3 separate regions of the Sus scrofa genome follow, and regions 1 and 2 are each linked to region 3. A link is a contact called in public HiChIP or PLAC-seq data. All regions are on one chromosome and are shown on one strand. Each heading gives the region's core, a stretch centred on a gene start, on an enhancer-like site or on the middle of the called end of the contact. The rest is flanking DNA. Distances are from core to core; before and after follow the strand shown. Region 1 has its middle 98 kb from the start of FOXO1. Region 2 overlaps FOXO1 (forkhead box protein O1). Region 3 has its middle 360 kb from the start of FOXO1.

Region 1 (2,700 bases), core at 148-2,647, 260 kb before region 3:
GTGGTGTATTATATTTGTAGATTGTATGGTATATGCATCTTTATATCAGCAAATTCATAATGAACTTATGTGTGAATATGCAGATGTATATAGCTGCCCCCTAGAGCAGGTTAGATATTTACCAGGACACTACTGACTGCGGCATGTGACAAAGGGGGAAGGGACTGGCAGTTTGGATGACAGAGAAGAACCGGTGGGATGGCAGTAAGGGAGTGAGAGAGCAGGAAGTTGTGTTAAGGTCCAGGGTGTGGTCACACCTGCCGTGATTGACAGGCAGTGAGGATGGGGCCCTAGAGTGAAAGAGGTCAGGGGAGGAGGAAGCCTGAAGAACAAATGGGACGCGCACTTAGACTTCAGAGCCAACAAAAAGGACAGCAGGACCCAGGGTGGAGAGGAAGTGTCAAATTCAAGTGCCCAACCCTTTAATTTGGGGGAGGCGTCAGGTGGCAGGTAGACGTCAGTGACTAGGAAAGATACGCAGGGCAGCAGTTGAACGCCCTAAGCATCCACAGAGGTCTTTTCTGTGGGAAGGTTCGGGAGTTGGAAAGGAGATAGAAGAGGGTGCTAGTTCTGCTTTGCGGGTCTTGTCGAGGTTTGTCAAATGGAAATAATCACACCAACCCAACTGGAGTTACTGAGGCCAATAAAGGGCTTAAGACCCTATCACAGAGCCCGGCCTGAAACAGTGGTGACCAAGCATTCTGGTTTGGCCAAGACAGGCTTGGGCTAATTGTGCCCAGCACAGTTATTATGAGCCGCTCTTGTCACCCTGAAGTGTTGGGGTGGCTAATTATATGCTCGTTCCATCAGCAAATGACTGTTTTCCAGTTCATTACTTCCTAGAGCCCTCACTTCACAGTGGACATACCAGGAGCCCCCAGGAAGAAGCAGTCTCTGGCTGGGGGTTTATTCTCCAACAGGAATGTTCTCCCACTGCCTGGATAGAACAGGGTAGTCTAAGGCGGCCAGGGTCCTTCCCTCCACCCATCCCAGGCACAGCCAACAGCCATTCCCTTTTATGCTTCCAGCCGTTCACATTCTGGAAGACTTTGGAATGCCTTTCTCCTCCTTTCCTCCTCAGCAAGGTACCACTCCAAGCCCCCTCCTGCCCTTCAAGCCTCCACCTGCCCCTCGGGTCAGCTGGCACTTGCACAGGTGGGCTAGGTGACTTTCAGGACCCCTTTCCCACGTGCAGGCATGTGGCCATGCTCAGGTCCGGTTCCATAATAATAATCCGAAATAGGTCCTCCCAAGTGGCCCTATAGCCACCGTTCTGAGAAATTCCAAGCCAGGCCTGGGTGACTTGGGTCATCACCAAGCTCCCAGTGAGCCGAAGGCAACTGGCCGGTGCCCTTGGCCACTGGGCAGAGCCAGAGGCATTCCTCTTGGGTGAGCCAGTCTGAGCCTGCCAGCATTCCAACAAATTAAAGGCAGACCAAGGAGCCTAAGGTATTTGGACAAGTCTGGAGCTGCTATTCACTTTCTTCAACCAAGGAAAGTTCAGAGGCAGGAGAGGGGATATAAGCAGTGATGAAATGCCTCAAAGGGGTCGTTGGCTTTCCTTTGCCCAGTATCCCTACAGACTACGGAATCCCCGCCCCCCAACCACACAGCTCTTTTGTGGGCTCAGGCAGCTTTAAAATCTCACCTTTAAAACTGCCAATAACAAGACCGAGATGAAAGTTTGGGATGGAAATGCTATAAAATTTGGTTATGATGATTGAATGTAATAACATTAATTGTATTAAAAAAACACAAGACTGAAATGAGATGCCAGTTAATCTGCTTACCCTCCCCACTCCCACCGGAGGGTCGCATGTCTATAGAGACAGCTAGGTTGTGGCAATCCTGGAACACTCCTGCCCTCTCTGACACAGCTGGTCACCCTGAGATAGCTGTGGGTTTGTTCTCACGGGCCTTCCCCGAGAAAGACATACACACTGTCACTTGTAATTTTTGCCTGTGTCATTGGGTTGTCGCCACGGCTCCTTTGCTGAACAGAATTACATAAAATAGATGGCTTTTGCGTTCTGGTTTTTAAAATCAGATTTTGAAATTAATTGGAAATGTTCAAATATTTTTTTGAAATCAAATGTTATTTTGAAAAGAAGGTACTTATTCTCTTTGCCATGGTAACACCTTTTTCCTACCTCACATCACCACACCTACCAAAACAATGACTTGATAAAAAGAAGATATTTCCTGAAGTCAGGCAGTTCTGTTTAGAAATACTTGTGATAAAACTCACCCGGAATAGAAAATTTCATTTATTCTTATGCATGTATCTTATGAGATCTCAACAGTTCTTAGAACCCTGTACTTTAAGGTTCCAGTTCCCTTTTAACTTTTTTTTTTTTCCTGTCTTAATTGGTATTCCATTAAAAGCATGAGTAATTTTCAAAACCCTGGATGGGGCTGGCTGGAAGCCTCTAACAGCTGTATGGAATCTCACATAGCTATCATGTGCCCTTTTTTTTGGAAACAACAATTGGCCTTGTCTTTTGTAAGAAAATCACATGATTAAAAAAATAGATGGCTAGCAAGAATTCTGTTGTCACTCGGTTACTGGCAGGAGCAGGAATAGGGAGGGAGACGTAGAAAAAATGCATTCTTGGATCCCTCAGCCACACCAATCTGCAAACCCTCCTGGAGTAAATACTGTCCTTTGTCATTTCTAGGTAACTAAAAAAAGGCCTCGGA
Region 2 (2,700 bases), core at 54-2,553, 310 kb before region 3:
TAGAATTGAGATTTCATTCCCTCTCTGTAAGTGCAGGTTTCATTTGTTGGCACCTCCATTCCACCTTTTTGTTGCCGTGTGTCATAAGGGTGTAAAACTTGGGCGACACCCAAGGGCAACAGAAATGACTTTAGTAGCCAAAGGAAGTTAAGTGGTGAATGAAAATAAAGGTACCAGATGTGTAGGTATTTATTGCCTGTGTGTACTATACTAAAAGACGTGGAATGATTACTGAATGCTGCATTTGGGATTGTAGAATCCCCCCATAAGGCTCTCAGTTTCCTGAGAATGGAGATGGTATCTTGTCTGCGTATCATCCTTCTTTCATTCATCCATTCCTTCACTTATTAACTCATAGTGCCCGGTGCAGTCCTGACATGTGGTAGAGCAGTTTTGGAATAGATGCATGAAGTAAAGAAGCCTCAGATGGGAAGTCAGTGAGGGTGTAGTCTAGAAGTGTCTTCAAGAAGAATGTGGGTTTTCTGGTGCACATATTTAGTGACTAGGATGGACTGTTGTCTGCCTCCCGTCAGTTGGAAGGTGATAGTAGTGCAAGGATTGCACCCTGATGAGACGTCATATACTCGGGCTCCCTGCTGTGTCTCCTGCACTTTGCTAGGCACTTGGGGTGCAGGACAAGAAAACATAGTCACTGTCCTCCAGTTTTCCCATTTTTCTGGAGTTCCAGCACCGTGTGCCTCTTTCTATAACAGGAACCTGGGGCAAAGCACAGGGGAGAGGTGCAGGAGGCAGTGGGGACCTCCATTGAGGGGGGACAGGAGGTCTTCACCCAGCAACAACCTGAGGGGTTTATGGAGAGCCTCTGGGAAGCCTGAAGTGACACAGTGTATTTTGGGAGCCTAAGCACAAGTCTGAAGGGAGAGGCAGGGTGAAATAAGGCTGCAGAGGCAGGCAGGGTCAGATCTGAAAGTCTGACACGAACTTGATCTTTACCTAATGGAAAAAGGAAGCCAGGGGAATTTTAAGCAAGTTCAGGGATGTGATCAGATGTGCTTTTTTTTTAGAAAGTGGGAATAGGAGGGGCTATGAGAAGTTTCATGGGCAAGGATGCAGGATCCTTAGAGGGAAGTGTGGCCCAGGGAGGATCCAGGGACAGGGGGACACCTGGCAAGTAGTCTCGCAGGGACATCCACCTCCACACCTTCCTCAGTCCCTGTGGGCACACTGCCTCTCTGCCCGCCCTTCCAAAAGAGAGAGAACATGATGTGCAATCATTTTAAATCTTTTCCCCCACTGACAGGGGCAGGTGTACTGCTTCTGAAGTGTTGCAAAGCCTTGAAATAGTCTGTTTCAGGCTAGATAGCTTCAGGTGACAGGATGGGTGTGGTGTAGTCTCAGTGTTGAAGGATGATATAACCTCACTTTGGTAAATTGTCAACTTAGGGTGTTTGAAAGTCAGCTTGGTCACTAAAATAATGACTTATTTTGATCTTCAGCTTTTACATTTGCCTCACCTTGCTATCTAACATTTGGGAAAAAAAACCCAAACAAATTTGTTTTTACAGTATTTTGGTTAAATAGAACATGCTTTTCAGTAGACTCCACTGCATCATCATCGTGTCAGAATATATTTTTTCTTGCCTCAGATTTGTTGATATTTTTATTGTTCAGTCCATGTACATCTTCTCCAGAGCATTAGGTTTATACTTACTGGCTTTAAGTACTCGTTTGCTGATATTAAGAAGTATCTCTTAGCAGTTAGTGTTGGTGGCACTGTTGGTGTAATACGTGGCATCCTTCCATACTCTACTTGCTTGTTTTTGCCAGTCTGCACCTCCAGTGGTATTATCCCTTCGTTTTGTGCTGCCCATGATGACGCAGCTTCTGCCTTACGAGGCTAACAACTGGTCAGGGCTTAGATAGCTGCTGATACACAGATATTAAGGGCAAGTAACTGGAGAGAAATGTAAAAGGGAGTACTGGGGTTTCAGGGGCTGGGAAGGTCACGTCAGGTTGGAAGCACCAGGAGAAATACGGCCCATGCCTAAGATGAATGCAGAAGTGTGGGTAGAATTTCAGCAGGCTGGGGCTGATCTGGGCTGGGCAGGGAGGAGATTCAGGGTGCTGCTGGGAGCAGCCTGAACAAAGGGATGGTGGTGGGAGAGGGTCCCTGTGTTCAGGGAGTTGTGAAGTGTAGTATAGTTGGAGATGGATTACTGGAGACAGTGCTGGAAAAGTGGAGGCCTTGTCCCCATGATGTGTAATTGAGAGTCAGGAGCTGTTGAGAAGGGAACTTTTCATATGTGTATTGCTGACAGTGATGCTAATTAACTTTTAAGCACCAGTTATGATCCTAGACTGCTTGTAATTGTGACTGAGCACCTGTGAACAGATAGAAATTATCCTGGAAATATCCACTTACTCCTCCATCAGGGAATAAAATGATATCACACAGTGAATTTTAAGAGTTTTATTTTTCTATTATTTATTCCTGTAGACATGTACTAGTAACTGACTTTTATCTGCAGTGTGGTTTCGATTGCTAAAAATGAGGACTGAATTGCAGCTTGTCGAATAAAATATATTATCATATTGGAAAATTTGAGTTACTGATTCTGCCTAAAAGGGCTTTGATATAACTGAGTATAATTTCTTTTCCTGGGGATGCCATTTCCTTTAGAAATTCAGTGCGTATACTTCAAAGTATTAAAAAAATGTTAAATCACTTTTTTAAATGGC
Region 3 (2,700 bases), core at 182-2,681:
ATGGTTGGATCTGGACTATTTGGAGTGTTATCGGGAACTTGCTGTTAGAGTAGATGTGACCGTAGATAAAATGCAGAGTGGAAACGCTTTGTACTCTGAGAGCCCTGTATACACATGAAGGAGTCACGCAGCCTGTGGTCCTTGGGGAAAGCTGACGGTTTGGAGCTTGGCCGTGCCTGGAAATGGCCTCCAGCCAGGTAATCCGGCCATCGGGGCTCCAGGAGAACCGTCGGAGCCCAGGAAGGAGGGCTCAGGCAGCCCCGCGCGTCTCAGCTTCCACGGGCACACAGATCACCTGGGGATCCCTAAGGTGCAGATTCGGCTCCGTAGATCAAGGGTAAGACCCAGAATTCTGCTCCCGGGTGGGGCCACAGCTGCTGGTCTGCGGGTCATGCTTCCAGAAGCAAAGAGTTCAGGGGAGTCATTGAGGTCACATTCCTGTCACGAGGGCTTGAACTGGGGAGGGAGTGGGGATATGGAGAAGAGAGCTCTTTCTTTTATAATACAGACTGCAAAACAAAGGGGAGGCATGAAAAAATGAAGTTTGGAGTCACGGTAACCAAGAAACGATGGTCCGTAGTAGGTACTGGAAGCAGGAGGAGGTTTGGGGAGGGGAGGAGGATGGATTTTCTAATCCCCACTATTTTTTCTTGGGCTGTAGCCGGGGGTCTGACTTGAGCACTTGGGTGGGAAACCCTCCTGACCTATTCAGCCTTGTCTGCGAAGATGATGAGCCAAAGGTTTCACTCTCGACGGCTGTGTATCACACTTGAGCACCCAGAGACCTCATATATTTGAAGGGAAGGAGGAGGGGGACCTTCATACCACGTAATTCAGTTGGGATCTGAACCGTACATCACCTTGGACATCAAGAAGGGCTGTGTTTCCTTGGACCGTAAAGCCTCAGTCCCTGCCTATTTACTGCTGCGTGTTCTTGAGGCCAGTCCCCCTCCCCACCCCATCTCCCGCACGTGATGTGCTGCTATCTTCAGATATTAATACCATGGGGCCAAGGAGGAGGACTCGTGCATCCGTGTGATATGAATAATAGTAACAACAGTCCACGTTACTGAACTCTTACGTACCAAGCACTGTGCTGCACATTTTACAGTTTTCAGAACTCATTCATTTTATTCTGAGCACAAAGCCTCCGTGGGGCAATGGGGTCTGAGACAGCAGGGATGTCTGGCCTGATAATAAACATCCCAGGTTTTATGGGTGAAAAATAGGAGTGTGGGAAAGATGATCTTTTAAAGAAAAGAAAATGCTTTCCAGAATGGCCCTTGGAGATGCTTGGAGCAGCCTGGGTACTTTGTGTGCTGAGATAGAACCTGAGGTTGAGAAATGTGCTCGGGGCCAGCAGGACCCGCCTCGGTTTGGCTGGGAAGATGTAGTCACTGGATGTCTGAGATATTACGCAACGTGACAAGAAGGCCAGGCACGAGCTCTCCATAGGAATTATTTCATCCCTACGGTTTGGGTGTCAAATATCCTCCTGGGCCCCTGGGGACCGGAGCTTCCAGGCGGCGTGTGTGGCCGCGCCTGGCGCTCCAGAACCCCCCTCACGCGTGGGGTGACATCGCCACTAGTGACCCTCGTCCGAGGGTTTTTCAGCCCAACGGCCCCTCCTCACAGGCTGTGCCAACACGTTCCTATTTTAAGATTCTTTAGTTGTAAGAAGTGGTGTATTTCTCCCCACGTCGTCCCGTCCCGGCCAAGCCAGGGCGACTCCCTTTGCTGGTCTCCCATCTTCTCTCACTTCTGGTCCTGAACTGCTGAACCCAGAGAGGGCTGCCTCCCGGGGCGGGTGGCAGGGTGACGTCAGCCAGGAGGCAGTTCCTCGGCTAAGGGAGCCAAGTCCGCAGACACGATCTCGGAAGTAGGACAAGTACATTTTGTTTCTGCGATTCAACCCAGAGAACTTCTTGGTCCCGGAAGCCTGTGCCAAATGTGTTTGCGCAACCTCGGGAAGCCGCTTCCAGAATGCGGGTGAAGAACTTGCCAGGGTTCCATTTCTTTGGGGAGCGAACATCCACGCAGGGCAGGACTGGTGCTGGCCCAACATGTCAGCGGGAACCGGGGGCTCAGACCTCAGGGGGGCGAGGGTCCTGCGGGAGGGTCTCCTGCCCAGGCTACACACGAGACCTGGCCGCCGTGCTCCCCGCAGTGGGAACATGTGGCCACGGGAACGTTGAGATGAGTGGGCCAGGCTGTGGTTCCATTTTGATTTGGCTAAGGGTGTGCTATGCAATGGAAAGGAGCACCAAAAGCTACCAATTTGGCTGCTGCCTCTGAACATTTGCTCTGCATTCCTGAATCCTCCCAGTTAAAGAGAACTTCCTTGCAATTCTTTCCCCCTAGGCAATGGGACAAGAACACACACACACACACACACACACACACACACACACACACACACACGAGTTAAAACCCTTTGGAAATGAAGGTCAGCTATTGCACATGTACCCGTGTTCATGTAAGTCTATGGAGAGAAATAAAGGACTGTAAAAATGTGCGTGCACATAAAAATGACCAACATTTTTTGGGCTAATGTTGGTGTCTTTCAAAGGCCGATCTTACAATAATAAACTCTTAGACTTTATGGGGCTTTAGAGTTTCTAGAACAATTTCACATGTCTCCTCTGATCAGGCCAGTGACTTTGTAAAATAGGAGTTAGTTTCCTCTCCATTTTAAAGAAA

Evidence for each region. HiChIP or PLAC-seq counts read pairs in DNA pulled down with a chosen protein or histone mark.
Region 1: a contact with region 3 is called in an H3K27ac HiChIP or PLAC-seq map of skeletal muscle, with 5 times the contacts expected there. The contact joins two enhancer-like sites. A contact is called at or near these places in 5 of 47 Hi-C or Micro-C datasets (embryonic fibroblasts, heart right ventricle, mesenteric adipose tissue and 2 more) and 1 of 2 datasets of contacts at active chromatin or transcription factors (skeletal muscle).
Region 2: a contact with region 3 is called in an H3K27ac HiChIP or PLAC-seq map of skeletal muscle. The contact joins two enhancer-like sites. A contact is called at or near these places in 2 of 47 Hi-C or Micro-C datasets (both in skeletal muscle) and 1 of 2 datasets of contacts at active chromatin or transcription factors (skeletal muscle).

The regions. Positions count from the first base shown.
Region 1 is chr11:15,310,853-15,313,552 of Sscrofa11.1, reverse strand. No RefSeq gene overlaps it. Among named protein-coding and RNA genes, the nearest start is that of FOXO1, 98 kb to the left of the region's middle. Within about 2 kb of position 1,397, at least 9 of the 83 cell types and tissues checked have an H3K27ac peak or open chromatin away from gene starts, as enhancers often do. A contact at or near this core is called in mesenteric adipose tissue and skeletal muscle, where this site is marked.
Region 2 is chr11:15,362,149-15,364,848 of Sscrofa11.1, reverse strand. The region is part of intron 1 of FOXO1 (forkhead box protein O1); the gene reads left to right. Among named protein-coding and RNA genes, the nearest start is that of FOXO1, 47 kb to the left of the region's middle. Within about 2 kb of position 1,303, at least 4 of the 83 cell types and tissues checked have an H3K27ac peak or open chromatin away from gene starts, as enhancers often do. A contact at or near this core is called in skeletal muscle, where this site is marked.
Region 3 is chr11:15,052,027-15,054,726 of Sscrofa11.1, reverse strand. No RefSeq gene overlaps it. Among named protein-coding and RNA genes, the nearest start is that of FOXO1, 360 kb to the left of the region's middle. Within about 2 kb of position 1,431, at least 28 of the 83 cell types and tissues checked have an H3K27ac peak or open chromatin away from gene starts, as enhancers often do. A contact at or near this core is called in mesenteric adipose tissue and skeletal muscle, where this site is marked.